Linked DNA regions of Bicyclus anynana: region 2 is linked to region 1. Evidence: chromatin contacts called from public Hi-C data. All regions are on one chromosome and are shown on one strand. Each heading gives the region's core, a stretch centred on a gene start, on an enhancer-like site or on the middle of the called end of the contact. The rest is flanking DNA. Distances are from core to core; before and after follow the strand shown. Region 1 holds the start of LOC112051408 (zinc finger protein 813). Region 2 holds the start of LOC112051406 (vesicle-trafficking protein SEC22b-B).

Region 1 (4,778 bases), core at 106-2,605:
GGATTTTTTTACAGTTTATTTTAGTGTTGAGCAAAATGGACGCAGCGTACAGGCAAATGCGCAACGAAGCCTTGCTAATGCTTCAATATACTCGACTAAGCAACGAACTGCAAAACAAGCCCATCCTTCTAGAAGTCTCTCCCCTAACCGGCACTGGACTGGACGCCCTGCGTACTCACCTTGCAGAAACCAAACGTTTCACGCCGCCAGTAAATTAAATATGAATTGAAATTACCAAACAATGTTTCATTTCCTTGACCCAATAAAATGTATGAAATTATGCAAAAGATTAAAATGATGAACAGATACGAATATAACTAATTGTGTGATAACCATCGTTAGGGGTTTTTTGTTTTAATTTTTTACTCATTTATGTAGACAAGTACCTAATTAAGTTACCTTTTTTTAAATATTTATTTCATACTTATATACGTACTCTTTACCTATTTCAATATTTATTTATTTTCACGTACGAGTACTTAAGTGATTTCAAATCCTTATTTATTTGAGAGGTAGGATTTCAATGAGATTATGACTCAGACCCAGTAATGACTAGTCAAAGGAATAAGATCAATCGAAAGTATACAACATAATATTAATTATGTACGTAATACTTTCATTTTCATTATAGGTACCTATTACCTACCTACAATATTTGTAAAAAATTTTCATGGATTTTATCCACTTGCTACTTTTTTTACTTGTGCAGCTGTTGCAGTCTATTTTAGCCATAGATAGCCTATACAAATATAAATATAAACTTATTTTGAGATTTTGGCCTATTTATGCTGTGGGCTCACATAGCTTTTTAGCGTATGCTTTTATGTCATTGTCAAAATGTCAAATTGACGTCGCTGTCGTGGACAGGGTTCCCAACTTAGGGGTTTTCCCCCCAGATTTAGGGGGCAAATAAGTGAAATGGGATTTTTTTTAGGGGTCTGAAATTTTTAGGGGTATTTTCAGGGATTTTTTGACTCTTTAATATTTTTAAATTGATGATAATTTTAATATTTCTTTCTTGGCCTAGCGACTTATAACGACATATAATACGTTATTCTACAACCACTCTGAGGCAATCGGAGGCAATTTTCACCGAATAAAAAAAATTGGTAAATTTGTTGTTGTCAACATGTATGATTTCAAAAAATCTGAATCTTCAGATAAAGACGTAGTATTTTGTCTGTATTAAATATAGACTTTTGAAACATATGACAGCATATTATTTCTAAATTATTATGAATTTATATTTTTTAGGGGGACAACTCAATAATTAAGGCGATTTTAGGGGTTTTTGACACCAACTTTAGGGATAAATATTTTGGAGAGTTGGTAACACTGGTCGTGGATTATATAATCTGTAGGATATTCAATATTGATTTTGTTTGTAAACAAAGAGTTGTATAAGAGATCGTAAAATGTGAAATTTTGAATAATTCGAGTCGCGCACTTACCTGAATTCTCTACATAATCGTTTTGACGATAAACTGTTAATTAGAAGTCATGGACATATCCAATTTATGTCGCAGTTGTATGAAAGAAGTGGCTTCATGGGAAAGAGAAAACTTTGACGCCAGAGCTGTGGAAATGTTTTGTTTCTGTACCAATATTAAGGTATTTAAATTAAAGTATAATTCTTCAATCTAAATACCATAGTTTAACAAATAGATTGTGCTTTTCGACTTATTTCCTCGTTCACCATTTCACCATAGGACCGCCAGGGCCCATTCATAGCAATAATCTGCAAACTAAAGCATAACAATCTATTAAGCCTGTGATTTTACTAGCAACCATACCATTTACATTGAAATATTGCAAGGCTTCTTACCAGCTAAGCATGCCAGGCAGAAATAGATACTTCTGTGCATTTCACAGTACTTCTAGCAAGTGTTATTTACTCGTTTAAAAATATGCTTAGCTCTTACATACAAACAGAGAAGACATTTCTTATTAGTGATATCACTCAGACTTCATTATGGTCTGCAAGCAAAATGAAATCTGACTTCGATGTTCAGTGTTCTTTGAAATATTAGCCACTTATACTTTGTGTGGGCTTTAAATTATTAAAGCCCACACAAACAACTTTATACCACTAAGCACCACACCACCACATCACCACTGTGACATAAAGTGGCTAATATTTCAAATTTGAAATCTGTATTTGAGAGTAGGGTATTAACCCTACTCTCAAATACAGATTTCAAATTTGACACCCGGTGGGTGAATAATCCCCTTGGGGTGCCCTTACAATGACTATGAATTCCACTGTAACTTCCTCAGTCCATAACTTGAGGTAGGGTTTTTGTTGAGCTTCATTTACTAGGTATATTTTGGTTTATTTGTCCTCAGAAGTTAAACTTTATTTTTCAGATAATGGAAGATATAAAGCTACCCAAACAGTTCTGCTATGATTGCACTATAAAAATAGAGTCCTGTTTCACATTTATAAAAGAAGCGCAGAATGTTAACATAACTCTTAAGAACATTGCCTCAAGAAGTGACACGAGCATCATTATTGAGCCTGAGTCTGTAAAGAATTGTTTAACTGAACCAAATAGACTAAGACTGACTCTACCAGATTATAAACTATCCATTGGTGTGAGTAATTACACAGAACAGGACATTTTTGATGAGACAGACTATAATCGCAATGAAAGTGCAATTCTTACTACAGACTTACCAATATTACCCACTAAAACAATTGAGTTATTACAAAGTACTGAAAAATGTAATTTGCCCATCCATAATGAATTAGAAAGAAACAGCAATTTGAAACTTGATACAACAATAAGCTCTGTAAAGATTGAACCAAAAAGAGATGATAATATAACAGTTGGTGTGCCAGAAAGAGTTGCAACAAGAAAGAATAATGTATGTAAAACAGATGTGACTGTATTAGATGAGGCAAAAAAGTTAGCATGCCCAGTGTGTAGGAAACAGTTTACATCTAAGAAGTGGTACTCGAAACATATGGATAAAGAACACTCCGGGCATAAGTATAACTGTGAACATTGTCCCAAATGTATGTATAGCTCATTTTCTTAAAGCTAGATAAGTTGAGCTTAAATACAATCCATTCCAGATGTTAAGCATATTTTTAGACTCTAAAAACATAGTAAAAATCTAAGTCTCATGAGTAGAAAATTTGTTACAGTGTTCAAATCATCAAATCAAATCAAAGATTTCACAAAGCTTCAATTATGAGGCGTCATACCAATAACAAAAATTATGTATGTATCTAAAAAAAACGAATCTCATAATTATACAATAGCACAAATTCACTGTCCAAAACATAATTATCTTTAAAATAGCATTGCATACCATAAGACAGTGACTTTTTGAATTATTTATTTAACTCCTTATCAAGGAACCCCTAAGGGTCTAGGGGTAAAAATTGTACCACATATTGGTAAACCCATTTGTCATTGCAGCATTCTCCAAGCCGCTCCAGCTAGCGTACCACGCAGCATGCCACTCGGACGAGAGGAAGTTCATGTGCAACACTTGCGGGAAGGGCTTCAAGCGGCGCAAGCAGCTGACGGAGCACGGCCGCGCGCACTCCGACGCCCGGCCCTACGCCTGTGACCAGTGCGGCATGAGGTTTGTACTCAGACTAAATACTTAAGGACTAGTATCGCACCCAAATTCACGAACAAAATTTTCTGCCATTTTCTAAGGAAAACGAGCTTGGATTTCATACGTATCTTATACTAAGCTAGCAGTTTTTGTTCGTTTTTTACACCATTTAAGTATACAAAAAGGTATTTTTACGGAGGTTTTTAACCGACGGACACGATTGTAAACTATGAAACATCGTCTCTATAGAGACAGTGTTTATAATCGCATAAGATCGTTGATCATATACTTTGGCAGAAAAATAATGTCTTGCGAGGCAGGCAGGGCAGCTTTATCTAATTAGTCTGAGGGTTTGTATTTTTACAGCATTTATTTGTTACAGCATTCAATCTGAGACTAAAATACTGCCTTTTGTGGTTGAATTGTTATTGGAAGACATCCCTGTGGTATTGCAAGTAGATACAGGAGCGAGTTTTTCATTGGTAAATGAATACACTTGGAAGAAGATAAAATATCAAAACAAACAGATTACTCTTCGACCAGTGTCACTTACTCTACGCACGTGGACAAACACACCAGTGATTTTACTTGGTCAAACAACACTTCATGTTCAGTATAGAAATCTAAAATGTAACCTAAATGTAATCATAGCAAAAGGATGTGGTCCTAATCTTCTAGGACGGGACTGGTTGAACCCGCTGAACATAACATTGAACATTAATTGTATATCAAGCAGTGATCTTGTAAACATTGACAAGACTATTTCAAAATATAGTGAAATCTTTGAGGATGAGCTGGGTACATTTACTGGTGACCCTGTTACAATACATCTTAAACCAAATGCTACACCTAGATTTCTGAAAGCTCGTCCAGTACCATATGCCATCAAAGCTAGAGTAGAGCAAGAAATTGACCGGCTAGTGGCAGAGGGGGTACTACAACCCTTATCTTTTTCTGAGTGGGCAACACCTGTTGTGCCAATAATAAAGAAGTCAGGGGATATCCGGCTATGTGGAGATTACCGTAGTACTGTCAATCAAGCTACTGAATCGGATACTTTTCCTATGCCGACAGCCAATGAGGTATTTGCTACAGTGGCAGGTGCAAAGTTTTTTACAACATTAGACCTCGATCGAGCATACACACAAGTAAAAGTTACTGAGAGTACAGCCAAAATGTTAACTTTAAATACATGCAAGGGCCTA
Region 2 (5,002 bases), core at 208-2,707, 290 kb before region 1:
AAATATAGAACTGATAATTAATATGCAGAACATACTCGTTTTCCGTATTGATGATAGAACTCCTGTGCAATCTCTTCTAAGTAACTGAATGCTAGTCTTTTACTGTAGTTTCGTTCACACAACACAAGGTAGCATATCTCATTCTCTATCAAATAGCTGAAAAATAATAAAAAGTAAAAACATTGGACACTAAATAGTTTTAATTAGTGATATTAATTAAAAATAAGTATGTGATGGACTTTCACTTAAGAATTCAATACTTATTTAATTATCTCTAAATAATATGTTACAAACAACACACACTATTGTGAAACTCAAATTATTTTTTGAAAATTGTTGCATCATTTCCACAGGCAGTCCTCTTGGAAATGATGCAACAGCACATACAACTTTGTAAGATTTACAAAGTTGTATGTGCTGTACAACTTAAAACATTGTTGTCATTTTACAGCAGCTAGTTGCCTCAACTGGTGACAGAAGGGCTGGCTCATTTTTTACGCAAAGGATCAGCCTGGTGGTCCAGGACTGAAATGCAGCCAGTATTCTTGCCACCATTCCACATGGACATGATTATTAGGATAAGTTTGCTAAGTAGTAGTAAGTTCCACATTGTATTATTTCTCTTAAAACTTGAAATAAAATATAATAAGCAACCATATTTAAGTGGTAGGTATAATTTAATGAATGAAGTGTATAATGAGCGAAAAAAAAAGAAAAGCAACAAGCACAACTCACTGGAAGAGAAAAGGCCCAGTTTCAATGGAGCATCGAATTGGTGACTGGGGAGTTAGCTTTCTAAACAGCATTTTTGCTTGGTTTTGATACTCCAATACATTGCAACCACTCTGAAAACCACCGCAAATTAAAATTAAAAACTGAAATTAAATACAGTGCAATGAAATGGGACTGCCACACATTTGGGTAACTTTGACATTCTTGAAAATAAGTTCTTTAAACTTAATAAATGTATTCAGTTATATAAAGTAACTTAAATTAATATTGAAGTATTGTTCATCAACATTATAAGAAAAACATGAATTAAATGCCTTTTTCTATTAAAGTTACACTGAGAAACAAAATTACCCAAGGTGCCTGTACACTGACAGACACATGTTTTTGGATGGAGTGCGTAAAGATATGTACTAATTTCTTGTTCTGGATGTAGGACATACTATTTAGATTAACATATGCCAAGAAATTAATAATCACCTGTTCGTCGTCTTGCATCGTAGCCGCTAAAGGCAGCCCGTCGACTACTCGGGCAATCATTGTCATTAAAACCATATTGCCGATTTAAAATGTCCTTTATATTACTAACAAAATTATACACTTTATTATATCCTTTTAATGCACCTATTTGTTCCTTGTCATCATTTATAAATTAGAAAACAAAGTGAATTCCAAGCACATAAAATTTCACAGAAAGTTGCGCTTACACGTCAAGACGAATGACATTGACAGGACAAAAACACGTCAGCTTGTCTATGGCAAAGAGTCATAGACAATAAATATTAGTGATGCACAGAAGAAACAACCGAGTAATAATAACTCTCAGACTAACTACAATAGGAGTTTACTAAAACTCGCTAGATGTCGCCCCTCTGTCAAAGATCAAATACCTAACGTGACAGAAAAACTTCCAATAGAATCAATATTCGAAAAAACTTCCTTAAAAATGCCGGTGTGTTTAGTTGAATGGCATTCAAAAACGGTCAATAACATGTAATTCACTAAAAGATGAAGTTACGTTTCATTTGTAAGTATTTCTAACATCAATTCTTCTGAAGGTACAGCAAAATATCGATCAAGCAATGGAATTTTCTGTGTAACGAGTGTAAGTGAGTAGTGACGTGATTGATAGGATGTGTAAAAATGACACGTGTGTGTATTGCGAATCAAATTTATAGTTGTGTGTAGTGTAAGGACATAGTCTACATTTACTGCACCTCGGGTGCGATGCATCTCCATATCTAATTCCTCTTTGTAATAATTAATGGCTGGTACCATAGAGTATTTTTAGAGTTTGGCTACTGAAATCACCCGGCAATTTTAAAAACTCTAATTAATTATGTGCTTTGACACCTATATATATGTATATGCATACGTGTGACATTATTACTACCTGTATTCAAAAAACTAAATTGCAAGTATGAAGCGGAGTTATTTCAATATTTGCAGTACCATTTTGGGAACGCTCTCCGATATTTTTGAATTTATAACTTCTGAAGGTAGGTTGTGCCGCTTTTTAACGTAATGCGTTACGGCACCACTCTCCCTGGCTTCCCTTTCACGCAGGCAGCTGCAGGTTTAAGTTAATACATATGTCTAGCATCGCGCACATTATTTTTTAATTTGCTAAGCCAAATTCTAACATACTGGAAGCTGTTAGTGTAAGTACGAAAATGGTTTTTCCGCCTTCATTTCTTCGATCCTAGCCTAGGGTCCCTCCGGAAATACATGCTTCCTGATTCTTACAATATTGTCTTTAAGAAAAGAGTGAATAGTAATTTTCTAGGCAAGCGCATTCCACGTAAGGTGTTCACACTTAATGTTATAAAATGGTCATCGTGATAAAATGAAAGCAATGATGTTTTATCAGATTATCAATTGTTAAAAAGTAGTATTTTAAATTCAATATTTACGTTTAACGATTAACAAGTGTGATCAAGTTAAATGGGTTGGGCATAGGTAGGGTTGAGCATAGCTGATAGAATTGTAGATATATTTATTTTTCCTTACGAATCGTCATCGCCATTTTGCCGACCTCTCTGGCGGTAGATTCCCAGTTCGGGTCAGTTTGGGATTTTATAATTTCTGAATTGGCTCAGGTCAAGTAAGGTTATCTTAGTCCATGGCTAGTTACCAAAGCAAAGACGTACTCCCAAGCTATTTACCGTTCCGGTACGATTTCGCGTAGAAATCTTCTGAGGCACGGGTCAACTATACTTGTGCCTTTTCCAAGTAAACCCACTTGTATTTCTGACTGCATCATAATTTGAAATAAGAGCCTAATGGCAGTTTGATACTGTGACGATCGCGTTAACGTAACCGTGATTTTTTAAGGAATTGAAACAGCGTCATCTAGTGGCACTAATGCACAACTTTTTTAATTCCATTTAGATTCGCGTTTAAGTTGTCGCGATAGTAACAGTATGACAATATTGAAAACGCAGTCAAGGGCTTTCTTGTCAAAGAATAATAAAAGATATCGCTCTGCCATTTGCTTTTTCAAATTAATTTTCAGATAGATATGCATAGATAAGGTTTATGTAGCGACACGGCGTGACGTGCTGCAGGGAAAGTTGGAAACCCGGTAGGAGTTTAGTGGTCAGGTTTTACTAATGAAAATCAGGGTGTTTGACAAAAACAGACATTTGTATTTTATTGTGGATATTTTATTAACATTATCATCATGCATCAAATTTATATGCTAAAATCATTTACACTTACAACTAGCTATACATAGAAAAATAACTTAACTAGGGGGCAGAAAATACAGTATTTTGTTAAATTAACCATATAATATTAAAATAATTAAAATAATCGGACTTTATCTGCATAAATCTAAAAGCAACTGTAACGTAAAACATCACTAACGCACATGACTCTCAGAACTAAAAAGGTTGTAAAATTTTAAAGAAATTACCGCCATCTGGCGTCAAGAAGCCGCACAGATATATAATTTATAAACTCTGAAAATGACACTCAAAATAAAACAATCCACACGCTTTCACCAATTACGTATCGAATTACTGGACATTAACTAGTGAATAAGAATACATCGAAATAGACAAAACGTGTTTCGTCCGCGCCCTCCCCTAATACCGAATTCACTAACCTTCTCATTGCTTTCAAGCAAAATATTTTCATATTTCACCTATCTATCGTCCACGGTCCATGGGCCGCGAGGGTGTGCGTTTGGATTATTTTAACATTGTATTTACAAATTTTCGTGCATTACACAATCGGTCATTAAATGTGACGTCCGAAATAATTTAAACAAAGATTTAAATAGTTAGATGCATGCCTCTCGTTCTTGCAAATGTAGCAAACGTAGCAAGGTAGCTAGTTCACCCGTTTGACGTCACTGATCTTCACTAGTGTTGGGATCTTGTACCGATTAACTATCGATACCAAAACAGTTACAACGATTAGCATACTATAATAACCATTTAATTCTTTAATTAATATAAACGAATTTTATGATACTAAGACTAGGCTCAATAATTAAAATAAATTTTAACAATAATTCCCACGAGGTGCTGGTAAAATTTACATTGAAAAATTTTTAAGTACATTATTTAATTTATAGAAACTTTGATTTTTTTAACAACATCAAATTCGACTAAAATATTTTTTAATTTTCGAGCATCTTTTTAAATGTTTGCTCAAACATTTTGCCTACTAACCGGTAACTCATATTCTCCTCAAACACACACTAGCCGAATTATAAATTCTGAGAGCGTCTCCCTCCCCTGCCGTCACGTGGTCCATTCATTACTACCATTACTTTTATTCATTATAATTATGTATATTACAATAAAATTTGTAGCCTATAGTACAAAGTTTCCTAGAAAAGGAAAAAATACATGCTCGCAAGATCCGCGCATACGTCTCTTTATATACTAAATATAATTCAATAAATAGATCTCTTAAGCCCCGTATTCACTGGTATACACCTGGGTCAGATACAAGATACAATTGTTTCCGAAACATTACATAGACAATAGTTTTCCAGCACATATAAGAGAACTTTCCCTCTGTCGTTCAATATAATTGAAGTATTATTTTTTTACAATCGCTCGTTTCTCAAACAAAATAATTGCTTGTATCTGATACACGCAGATTTTGTATTTCAAACCAAGTCTATAGTCGTACAAAATGTATACTAATGAATAAGAATTAGATTCGACATTGCGCGACAATAATAATTTAACTACTTTAGAAATATGTATTAATAAAATTTATTTATTTCTTTTTTCATTAATCGACCCTATGTGCG

What was found. Hi-C and Micro-C count contacts between places; a contact is called where the count stands out from the background.
Region 2: a Hi-C map of whole body shows a contact between it and region 1, with 4 times the contacts expected there. The contact joins the promoter of LOC112051406 here to the promoter of LOC112051408 in region 1. A contact is called at or near these places in 2 of 2 Hi-C or Micro-C datasets (whole body and whole larva).

The regions. Positions count from the first base shown.
Region 1 is chr4:18,475,409-18,480,186 of ilBicAnyn1.1, reverse strand. It overlaps LOC112051408 (zinc finger protein 813), which reads left to right and starts at 1,355. Exons shown (of 6, transcript XM_024090036.2): 1 at 1,355-1,611; 2 at 2,368-3,019; 3 at 3,429-3,597. The coding sequence starts at 1,501. LOC112051411 (ADP-ribosylation factor-like protein 16) reads left to right here. Exons shown (of 3, transcript XM_024090040.2): 3 at 15-250. The coding sequence ends at 218.
Region 2 is chr4:18,763,546-18,768,547 of ilBicAnyn1.1, reverse strand. LOC112051406 (vesicle-trafficking protein SEC22b-B) reads right to left here and starts at 1,457. Exons shown (of 5, transcript XM_024090032.2): 1 at 1,210-1,457; 2 at 736-845; 3 at 36-156. The coding sequence starts at 1,284. LOC112051403 (ecdysone-induced protein 74EF) reads right to left here. Exons shown (of 10, transcript XM_052891429.1): 10 at 3,374-5,002.